Regions from separate parts of the Xenopus laevis genome. Here region 1 is linked to region 2. A link is a contact called in public Hi-C data. All regions are on one chromosome and are shown on one strand. Each heading gives the region's core, a stretch centred on a gene start, on an enhancer-like site or on the middle of the called end of the contact. The rest is flanking DNA. Distances are from core to core; before and after follow the strand shown.

Region 1 (5,849 bases), core at 1,984-4,483, 85 kb after region 2:
ACATCAAATGCTGTGCTGAAGAGAAACGACTTGGTTTATACCAACTGTAAAAATATAAAGAAAGATTGACTGTTTGGGACAGTAGAATAGACTTTTGTTATATGTAAACAACTTTTAGGGTTTTTAAATGTTTTTGCATTTGTAAATGGTAGAAAAATCAGAAGAATCTACCTTTAAGGGGTGGTTCACCTTCAGGTTAACTTTTACTAAGTTATAGAATAGCCAATTCTAAGCAACTTTTCAATCGGTCTTCATTATTTATTTATAGTTTTTTAAATATTTACCTTCTTCTCCTGACTCTTTCCAGCTTTCAAAAGGGGGTCACTGACCCCCTCTGAAAACAATTCCTTTCTAAAGTTACACATTCATTGTTATTGCTACTTTTTATTTCTGATATTTCTGTTCCGACCCTCCCCTATTAATATTCCATATTCTCATTCAAATCGATGCATGGTTGCTAGAGTACTTTGGACCCTAGCAAACAGATGGCTGACACCGCAAACTAGAGAGCTGCTGAATAAAAGCTAAATAAAAAAAAACATAAATAATAAAAAATGAAAACCAATTGCAAATTATCTCATAATATCCCTCTCTACATCATACTAAAAGTTAACTCAAAGGTGAACAACCCCTTTAAGCACACTTACCCTTGCTGAGGTCTCCCCAAACAAAGGTCTGTTGTCTATGCCCCCAGTTCCATAGGTTCTGGTGGTGTAGTCCTCCATGATAAACGGACTGGCTTCTTCAGTCATTAACCTAAGCTGTCTGTGTGAGGATCTACCAAACAGCAGGAAAGTAGGCACCTTTAGAAGACGGCATGGATTGTTTGATCGTGGACTATTCACACTTGAAGTGCCAGTCTGGGGCTTGGAAGAGAAATCTTCAGTTCATGGTGAGCTTCTTCCTGTAAAAACACATTATGTAAAGAAATGAAGCTTTCCCTGGCTGACAGAAAGGTGTGGCTACATGAAAGGTGTAATACAATCATTTAGTCACATTCTTCACAGAGAGAGCTGCCTTGCCAAATTAAAAGTGTGTTTGCCAGTTACAATTTACTTGTAGTGGGTGACTTTGTAATATTGACTATTCCATGACATGGAACTATTTCATAACCTTTTATGTGCTTAAAGGAGAACTAAACCTTAAAGATGAATGTGGCTAAACATGCCATATTTTATATACTGAACCTATTTCACCAGTCTAAAGTTTTCAGCAACAATGATCTAGGACAAACTTTTCACAGGGGGCCACCATCTTGGAAAAAGTGTCTGTGACACTCACATGCTCAGTGGGCTCTGAGCAGCAAAGCTTAGGTGTCATTGCAAATTATCAAGCAGAAAATGAGGTTTGTCTGTAATATAAGCTGATGCTACAAGGCTGATTATTAAATTCTGATGCTAGTTGCACTGGTTTCTTTGCTGTCATGTAGTAATTATCTGTATTAATTACTAATCAGCCGTATATTGTGACATTTATATTCTATGTGTACTGTATATTGTGAGTAGGTCCCTAAGTTCAGTAAGTGACAGCAGCACAGAGTATGTGCAGGGAATCAACAGAAAAGAAGATGAGGAGCTACTTGGGCATCTTAGGAGACACAGATCTTTTATGCTAAAGGGCTGTGGTTGCCTTGGGCTGGTACAGAAGCACAAAACATCATGTACCACATTTCTAGCTATTTCTTTAGTTAGGCTTTAGTTCTCCTTTAAAGGGGTTGTTCACCTTCCGACAATTTTTTTTCAGTTCAGTTAGTTTGATCGTTCACCAAAAATAGCGACTTTCAATTTTCTAATTTGTGAACATTTTTCTAATATTGAAGTTTAAAATTGGATGTTTCACCTTCTTATGTCTTTATGAAGCAGCTCTGGGAGGCGGGATCACTGACGTTGTAAACTGGTCTAAATGGATACATTTTAAATGGATACATTTAGTTGATACATTTCTTATCTTTGTCCCTGCTGAGCAGAATCTCTGGGTTTCATTACAGGCAGCTGTTAGACTTGATACAATAGTTGCTAATACTCCAGAGATACTGCTGAGAAATGTATCAACTAATGTAGCAAAACTGTAACAGTTTACAGTCTGCACCTGAATTGTTGAGCTGCCAAACACCAGAAACAGGGACATTAAACTATAAACTTCAATTTTGGAAAAATGGTAAAAAGTAAAACATGGAAAGCAATTGAATAAAAGTATTTATTTCTGGTAAAAAATTAAAAAAAACAAATGAACCTAAAAATGTGCTTGGCAGGTCACTAACCCTTGTAACAATTATTGTATCAATTCTAACAGCTGCCTATAATGAAACCCAGAGATTCTGCTCAGCAGGGACAAAGATACAAAATGGATCAACTAAATGTATCCATTTAGAACAGTTTACAGGGTCGGCGACCCCCCTTCCAGAGCTGCTTCAGAAGGTGAAATATTACACTTGACACTTCAATTTTAGAAAACCGGTGACACATAGAAAATAGAAAGTCATTGTTAAAAAGTAATTATTTCTGGTAATTTATCTGAAAACAACTGGTTGTTTGAAGGTGAACAAGCCCTGTAAGAAAAAGAAACAGTGCAGATACTTTGTGTAGTACAATTTATGGGGCTACTTTTCTTTTAAAATGTTGCCCATACTTTCCTGCTATTTGTGAGACTTTCACACTCCTGTTACTGCACAATACTGTGAGGCACAGTCAATAAACACTCGTACCTCTCACCAGGCATGGCCTCTCCTACTCCCAGCAATACTAGGCAGTTACTTGTAGTTTACCAACTGCTGCACACTCACAGTTTGCTCATAATAAAGGCAAAAAGAGAAATCCTAATGCTACAAACAACACGCTTACATAAAGCAAATGCAAAGAGCTGCACTAGCCCAGAAGCAGCATGAGACTAATACAGGCTCATTTAGATATATCTATATAGAGGATTACTAAGAAGCATCAAACGAAATGTAGAACAGCCCTAGTAATAAAGTTGCTACGTATAGATAGCAGCACATTATAGAGCCTATAAATGCTGCATAAAGTCAACTCTAACGCTAAGAAAGAGGCCGGAGGGACATATAAAATCGCATTTCCTCTTACGCGCTCGCGTATTCAGTCTGTGTCTATGCATATTATTCCTCCTCTTGCAGTTGGACTAGAAACGGCAGTAAATCATTATCATCAGTGTGTGAGAGCAAACAATATGCATCCCAGCTTGGAACGCATCCACTTCCACCTTCAGCAAATCCCGCGATTGCTCACGTACATTTTACGATAGGCGCGCCATCTAGCGACAGGAGGGGGGAATTGCTGTACCTAAACGGATTTGGCTTAGTACATATCATTGACTTGTCTGACAACAAGGGAAAATCATTTGCAGTTATCACCACCCCCCCCCACATTTTACAAATACACCTTGATGCCAACTACATCTTATTGCAAGGAGTAATGTCGGGTCTTCTCCGCAACCACATGACCCAGAAAACTGTTGTCCATAGAAAATGGTTGCCACCTGTTCAGTTTTGACCAGAACAGTTTGGTTTTTCTAAGACCTGTTCGGGTCTCAACTTTTTGTTGGGTTTTCAGCCTTGTGAAACCGGAAAAATAATCTGTCCGATAAATAAAAACATTTAAATACTAAGGTTCTCACCTTAACATGACTTAGTTATTATTAACATTTATTTATGTAGCGCCAGCATACTTCGCAGCGCTGTACTACCTGCAGAGAAGTCATCACAGTCAGTGGAATTCTTATTTGGAAAGTGAAGTATTAATACTTTATTTAATATATCATTTATCATCCATTCTACTTGATTTGAATGATTGCCCATTTAGTTTTTAAAAAAAAAAATACACAAAACACAGCCAACTGCTTCTAGGTTCATTAGTTCTCAAATCTTACTGGGAATTAAAAAGAATTTATATTACAAATATTTGGCACTTGCTTGTGGACACAAATAAAGCTTCGGCAAGACCCAAAGCAGCATTGATAGAGATCCTGCAGTCGGATCCTTGTCCAATCGGAAATCACAAAAAGTGCAAACCCCGAGCCTTATTCGAATTTCTTTTATACTGTGTCCCGTTTACTGTCAATGCACCCGACCCAATTATGGTCCAGCGTCAGAGACCTGAGCAGTTTCCCTGAAATCTAAAAAGAAAAAAAAAAAAAACCTGCAAAAAAATCTCCATGAGAATCAAGTGCAATTCCTTTGCGTTTATACGAGGAACGGCTCTTTACGCCACTAATTTAATTGTCTCCTGTCCTTTTTGAAAAATAATAAAAAAAAGCTACGTTAACTTAAAATGTGAATATGAAGTTTAAACACACATATGCTATACAACAAGCCAATGCCTGGGAAAGAAGCGGCATCGATATATAAACTATATATATATATATATATTATAATATAGAAATATATTATAATATATGTTCTTTTTCCAGCACTTGGGTCAACAGAAAAGGGTGTTGTGGTAAAGTAAGCAAGCTCAGTTATTCCCTGTTGGAATATATCACACTGGGAGGGGGGGTGAATAATATTACCCACAACCTCTGTGAATTGTTTTGCCAAACACATTAAAGGGGTTGTTGCCCTTTAAAGAGGGTTGTTGCCCTTTAAGTCAACTTTTTGTAGGATGCAGACAGTGGCAGTTTTGCATTTGGTTTTAAATATTTTTTTTTTTTTAAGCTTTTTTGTTCAGCAACCCTCCAGTTTGCTATGCCATCAGTTATTTGGTTGCTAGGGTCCGACTTGCTGTAGCAACTAAGCAGAGGATAAAAGGGGAGACGAGAATATTAATAGGAGAGGGTTAACTACCCCTTTAATACTGTTAGTACAGTTGCACAGTTCCTACCCCTCCCTAAAAGATTAACCACTGTGTATTAAAGGGGTTGTTCACCTTTAAATTAACTGTTAGTATGATGTAGAGAGTGATATTCTGAGACAATTTGTAATTGGTTTTCATTTTTTATTATTTGTGTTTTTTGAGTTATTTAGCTATTTATTCAGTGGCTCTCCAGTTTGCAATTTCAGCCATCTGGTTGTTAGGGTCCTGCTTACCCTAGCAACCATGCATTGATTCGAATAAGAGACTGGAATATGAATAGGAGAGGCCTGATGAGTAATAAAAATTAGCAATAATAATAATAAATGTGTAGCCTTACAGAGCATTTGTTTTTTAGATGGGGTCAGTGACTCCCATTTGAGAGCTGGAAAGAGTCCAAAGAAGAAGGCAAATCATTTAAAAATTGTAAAAAATAAATAATGAAGACCAATGTAAAAGTTGCATTTTACATTCTATTCTATAACATACTTAAAGTTCTCTTAAAGGCGATCCACCCCTTTGTAACAAGCGCCCGACGCATACGCTGTTCCTAAGAATATAGGTATATAAGCGGTTACCTTGTGAATTTCAGAACGGTTTGGTAACGGAATCAAAGCTTTTCGGCTTAATGCTGTGAAGACAATGAATGAAGCAAAATGAATGCGTGTTCAGTTTAATTCAGCAATACTAGAATAACCGACACTTAACAAGCCTGCAAATTGCCGGCTCACGATCAAAGGTCCCGCGATTGTTTGATGACTAAGAAATCATTTTCTGTTCCGCTTCATTTCTCAGACTAGAGGTAAATATTAGAGGTACCCGAGATATAGCCGTTGCTTAACTGTAGCGTCTTTGTGGTTACATTTTCAAAAATTAATACAGTGCTGTTATTTTCTTCTATCATTACAGAAACAAAAAAAGCCCATCATAGTTACATAGTTGGATTGAAAAAAGACCTATGTCCATTCAATGAATTAATCAAAAATACAATTTTTTTTCTAAATTAGCATTTCTGCATTGAAGATCTTTCTTGATAAGTGATTTCTG
Region 2 (5,760 bases), core at 2,522-5,021:
CTCTTTTGTTATTACAGAGAAAAAGGAAATCATTTTTAAAAATTGCAAAGAGCAATAGTCATCATGACTAGCCAAGGTCTTAGGGTTAGTTCACACGAGGAGATTCGGGGAGATTTTGTTGCCTGGCGACTAATCGCCTCGTCTTCTGCGCGACTATCTCGCCGAACTGCCTCAGCGTGTTTTCCCCATAGACTATAATGAAAAGTCGTATGCGCTAATGCGTTTTCATTAGTCGCCCATGAGGCAACTTCGGTCGACTATAGAAAATGCATCGCCGCGTGTGCTTTGCAGGAAAGCAGAGTCAGATAAACAGGCCAGGATAATAATGCTTGACTCTAAGGGGGTTATTTCGTAAACTCGAGTTTATCTCAGTTTTTTATTAAAACAAAGTCAACTAAACTCCCATCCACAATTTAACTTATTTATCAATAATTTTTCTTTAAAAAGTCTGAGAAAAAAAAAGGCACGTCAAAATCAAGTGTCAATTCAAAATGTACGATTGACGCTCTGAAAACTTGATGCGAATTGTTCCTGCGAAAACTCGATCATCAGATTTGTCAGATTCTATTGCTATGGGCCAGATTCAGTTCAGTGAGAATAAAGTCTATCACGTGAAGCATCATGAACGTGATTTAATTTGAGATTCAATTAAATTCAGAAAAGCGTATCTCTCTGTTTAAAAATTGAAGACTATGGGGAAAACGGAAACTGAATTTGGAGAAAAGTTTTTTCTCCTCGAATTGAATCTCATACGTGAGTTTTTCTATGATAAAGCATGAGATAACTTTTTCTCACTGAATTGAATCCGGCCCTCTATAAGAATATCCAGTGCAGATCACAATGTCAAGAAACAACTTCAGGGACATCTGCAATTGACTTCTACATGACCTTGACACAGATCAGCCATCAAATGATTACATTTTATATTTCCCTCTTTAGCTTGATTGTTGTTAATGAGTTTACCACTTTTTAAAACTTGTGAGGCCTATTTCATAGGAAGTCTAAACATAAGGTCACAAAAGTGCCTTGGGAAATATGGTTATCACATCCGTCTGTTCTATATGCACCTGCTTTATGGTAGTTATAAAATAACTGGTCTGGTCACAAAATCAGTTGCCGCAGAGAAGATGAAAGGTAATAAGCCTTAAAGCTGGAGGGAACTCACCGTTCATTCCATCACATTTGGAATTTCCAACATTAAAGCAAGATGTCTTCATGTTGCCTGGGAGGATGTTCCACCACTTATATTCAAATCCCAAAACAGGCTCTGTTCCTGCAGGGCATGTCTTACACTCTGTGGACAAAAATAAAAGAAAAATATAGTTATTCCTAATTTGCTATACAGTAATATCATCATCATTTATTTATATAGCTATTTAGTGAGGGGCGAATTTGTCCCGTTTCGTTTCACCACTAATTTCCCAAATTTCCCAAATTCGCAAATTTATTCACAGGAGGCAAAATGTAGAAATTTGCTGCAAATTCGTGCCTGGCGAATAAATTCGCCCATCACTAATAATATTCCATCAGTCTGTCTATTTGTTTAGGAGTTTCATAGGCAAATATTAAGCTCACAAGCAGATATTTTAAACTTGAAAGAACTGACTATGATCTCAGAGACAGCTGAACCAGTACTATACTTATCATCATAGTTAACCTGTATCAATATTCCAATATGCTGTATAATAAGTATACATATAAACTATACATATTACATATGAATATTGATCAATACAGAAGGTAAAGAGGGCCCTGTTTATTAAAGCTTGATATGCAATAATAAGACCAGTTGCATACATTTATTTCAAAAGTCCAGAAAACATTTCTCAGAAAAAAATATATATGTAGGGACCCATATTGTTAAGTTCCCCTGTGGTCTGAAAATCCCACATGGTTGGAAATGCCCTTCTGTGTACAGCTACTGTAAGGGGCACATTAACTATTGGTCGATTATCAAGAGTTAATTAGGTTTTAGGTGGCAAAGTAGGTGATTGAAGTTGAAACAGTACTTCGACTATCGAATGGTCTAATAGTCAAACGATTTTTAGTTCGAATCGTTCGTTCGATTCTAAGTCAGAGTCAAAGGTCAAAGTAGCCAATTCGATGGTCGAAGTAGCCAAAAAAATACTTTGAAATTCGAAGTATTTTTTATTCTAATCTTTCACTCAAGATAAGTAAATGTGCCCCTAAGTGTTGGAGCTAAACTGGATATGGGAGGGGGAGTGAGTACATCCCCCCCCGTGCAGTGTGCCCTGGTAGATTCCAGATTTGGCCAGAAGGTGTCACTGTTGAGCCATTTCTATAAAATACTGAGCTAGCATGTGCTCAGTCTGTCTTTCTCTTTTTCACTCCAGGAGGGAGTGAGTGGATTTGAGCAAACATGTAGGACCTGAGGAATTGTGAGACCAGTGGAGGGCTTGGGTGTTGTTTGTGTGCTTGTGACGTGGCAGCAACTACCTCTGTCCAACCAGAGAGGTATTTGGGCAGGTAGCGCGTACCTGGGGAAAGTAAGAACTCATGGGGGAAATGGACCTTGAGTGTCTTTATCCAACCAGAGTGGAGTGTGGGACTTTGCCTGGTTATGACAGGGTCGGACTTTCCACACTGGTTCCCAAGGGTAGGGGTGTTACTGATATTGTGTGATAATTTAGTCTATTGTTAATAATGCATAGCTGGAAAACCAGGGACTAGCTATTATTGCTGCTGAAACACTAAACTTATTTCCTGTCAAGTGCATCAGATGATTATTTGCTTCTCTCTTAAAATATCGCAAAATAATTGGGGATTTCCATACAGTTATTTGCACTGCGTCAAATTGGCTTGTCTATCCAAGCCTAAATATGTGTTAACATATTAAAATTAATAAGATACATCTGTCAAGTTGCTTTTATGGAAACTTGTTGTCTGGGAGATTGTAATGCATAATACTAGCTGAACTTTGACTTCTTGCGTCTTGCTTATCATGCCTACAGTCTCTAAAAATACTTGCCGCTTAATCCATTAGAATAGGTCCCAACAGGGCATGGAGAACAAGCAGATGTCCCATTGCTAAAATATCCTGGATTGCAAGGAGGACAGTCTTCTTTATTCCCAGAAGCAGGAAGCTTGATTGAAGCAGGAAGCTCTTCTCGACAAATCTTTGGCTCTATCCATTTATATATTACTTGAGTCTGAAAACAGCCCAAATGAAACATTCAACACATTCAAACACTCAAAACTCACTATGGTAGACCAAATAAGCAAAAACATTATTGTATCTCTTCAAAGCTCATGGGATAAGAACTAAATAGAGCAACCTAGTTAGTGGTGAAAGCATTACAAAGACAGCTCTATTGCTAAAGTTGCTAGTTTTTATTTAATATTTCACCTAGTGATCAATGGCTATGGCTAAGTCTAGAGTAAGTATAAGGTTTTTAATTATTTAGCAGTATTGGCTGACTACAGATCCAGCCAGATCTAAATACTTGCAAGCTCATACAACACAAGCAATATAGCATCTTATAAACTACGTCTTTATGCTGGTAAAACAATCCAGGCAGCTGGATTAATTAGAAAATGCTGGGAATAATGCAGAAGAAGTTTTTTTTGACTGATATTATGCTTTCATAAATAAATGATCATTATAATTAAGAAATAATGATTTGATAAATCAAAAATTGCTAACAGAAAGCTAAAATTCCAATTCTAGAATTCCAATAAACATTTAGCCAGTAGAGGTCACTGTTGACTGGAATCACTAAAGAATTCTCACAATGCGCAATAAACTCCCCTTTCAAATTCCCCTATATAAGGCTGATGTATAGTGCAAGTAATTTTTCTTTTTGCTGCACCTGACCTTGCGTTCACTGTCACATGGTGTGTGAATCTGGAACAGATCTTTTTTTGTACATGGAGGACGCTCTTCGCATTTGCTTGCTCCTTCCTCTGAAATAAAAGAGTAATGTCTAAGGAGTCCATTTACTTACAATAACATTTTACATTTTTTTTCGAATCTCTAAAAATGTGTGGCTTTTTAATTTTTTTTAAAAAGCTCTAAGAATGTAGAAAATTAAGTTTAAAAATCACCAATACAAAACTTCAGGTAAAAGTTGTCCAAGTCCTATAGAAGTCAATGGGAGCTGCGCTGATTCTATTGGACCACTTTAAATCAAGTCAGACTTTTAGAGGTTTTCAGATTTTTTTTCGCTAAGAATTGTCACAAAAACTTGAATTTTTAGAGGTTTCCAATGTATTCATATTTTAGCAAATCATTCAGCGTAATTTTCTGTTCATACTTTTTTATTAGGATTTTTTAATAAATCTCATAACATTAAGGGGCCGATTCACTAACTTCGAGTGAAGGATTCGAAGGTAAAAAACTTTCGAATTTTGAAGTTTTTTTTGGGCTACTTCGACCATCGAATGGGCTACTTCGACCTTCGACTACGACTACGACTTCGAATCGAAGGATTCGTAGTATAAATCGTTTGACTATTCGACCATTCGTTAGTCGAAGTACTGTCTCTTTAAAAAAAACTTCGACCCCCTAGTTCGCCATCTAAAAGCTACCGAAGTCAATGTTAGCCTATGGGGAAGGTCCCCATAGGCTTGCCTAACTTTTTTGGATCGAAGGATATTCCTTCGATCGTTGGATTAAAAACCTTCGAATTTAATTCCTAGTCGAATATCGAGGGTTAATTAACCCTCGATATTCGACCCTTAGTGAATCGGCCCCTAATAGTTTGAGGGCAGGACTCCACGGACGATTCCGCTGCGATCCAACGAGCTGCGCAATAACGCAGACGTCACATCCCCTAAATCTAGTGTCTCCAGTGAAATGTTGCCTGCAGCCATCTCAATTAGCAGTGCCAAAGTTTACAAATAACCTGTGTGCTGTTCTCAACACTTTCCAACTATATGTTATTGTAATTCCTTTTAAATAAATTTTTCTTCCAAAGCTTTAGTAAACTGCCAATGCCAACATCAAAATACATTTACCATAAAAGTAAATAGAATACTGAAACTTGATAACTGGGTTCCTTAAAGTCTGATTTAGAGCAGCTCTTTGCAATCAGAATTAAAAATAACATTTAGAAGGTATTATTGCCAATCCTTTTGTATCTAAGGTTTAGATAGCGACAATCACAAAGTTAAGCTTTATTGTGCCTAGTGTGACTGTAGGATTATGGGTCAATTATCATGCATAAAATATGCACACTCCTATGGGTGTTGGTGAATACCATCAGATAAGATTTTTTTAAACAGAGCACAGTTTAGCAATCTGACCTTTCACTTCGATCAGGCTTAAAAAAAAAACCACAGAGACTGGTTCTACAACTAGTCAAGAACACATCGTTGCAGTCTGTCATGTTTTCGGGCTACTTAGTGCACTTTAACTGCAGAAGCACAGGCATGGCACAGGCATGACATTTTTCTTGGACCACAACAGCACTGCATTCACCAAGCAGCTAAAAATATGTCAGTCTGCTGGCACACTTTGAAAATCTTACAGGGACACAGGGGCAAATTCACTAAGATGTGAAGCACCGAACGCTAGCGTTAATTCGCTAGCATTTGGCATTTTCGCTACTGCGCAAATTCACTAACGAACGCTGGCGTAGTTTCGCTAGTGTTACTTCGCAACCTTACGCCAGGCAAAGTTTCGCTAGCGACGAAACTACGCAAATTCACTAACTTGCGCAGTGTACTGAACGCTACCTTTTACGCTAGACTTCCTTCGCCACCTCATTCCTGGCGAAGCGCAATAGAGTAGATAGGGAT

What was found. A called contact is a pair of places that touch in the nucleus more often than the background predicts.
Region 1: a contact with region 2 is called in a Hi-C map of the XL177 cell line, with 2.2 times the contacts expected there. The contact joins the promoter of tmem243.L here to the enhancer-like site in region 2. A contact is called at or near these places in 3 of 4 Hi-C or Micro-C datasets (the XL177 cell line, the XTC cell line and animal cap).

Annotation. Positions count from the first base shown.
Region 1 is chr3L:87,127,557-87,133,405 of Xenopus_laevis_v10.1, forward strand. It overlaps tmem243.L (transmembrane protein 243), which reads right to left and starts at 3,234. Exons shown (of 5, transcript XM_018252708.2): 1 at 3,081-3,234; 2 at 648-904. The coding sequence starts at 752.
Region 2 is chr3L:87,042,235-87,047,994 of Xenopus_laevis_v10.1, forward strand. elapor2.L (endosome-lysosome associated apoptosis and autophagy regulator family member 2 L homeolog) reads right to left here. Exons shown (of 18, transcript NM_001093278.1): 8 at 3,836-3,924; 9 at 2,990-3,170; 10 at 1,166-1,294. Among protein-coding and RNA genes, the nearest start is that of elapor2.L, 26 kb to the right of the region's middle. Within about 2 kb of position 3,772, at least 1 of the 7 cell types and tissues checked has an H3K27ac peak or open chromatin away from gene starts, as enhancers often do.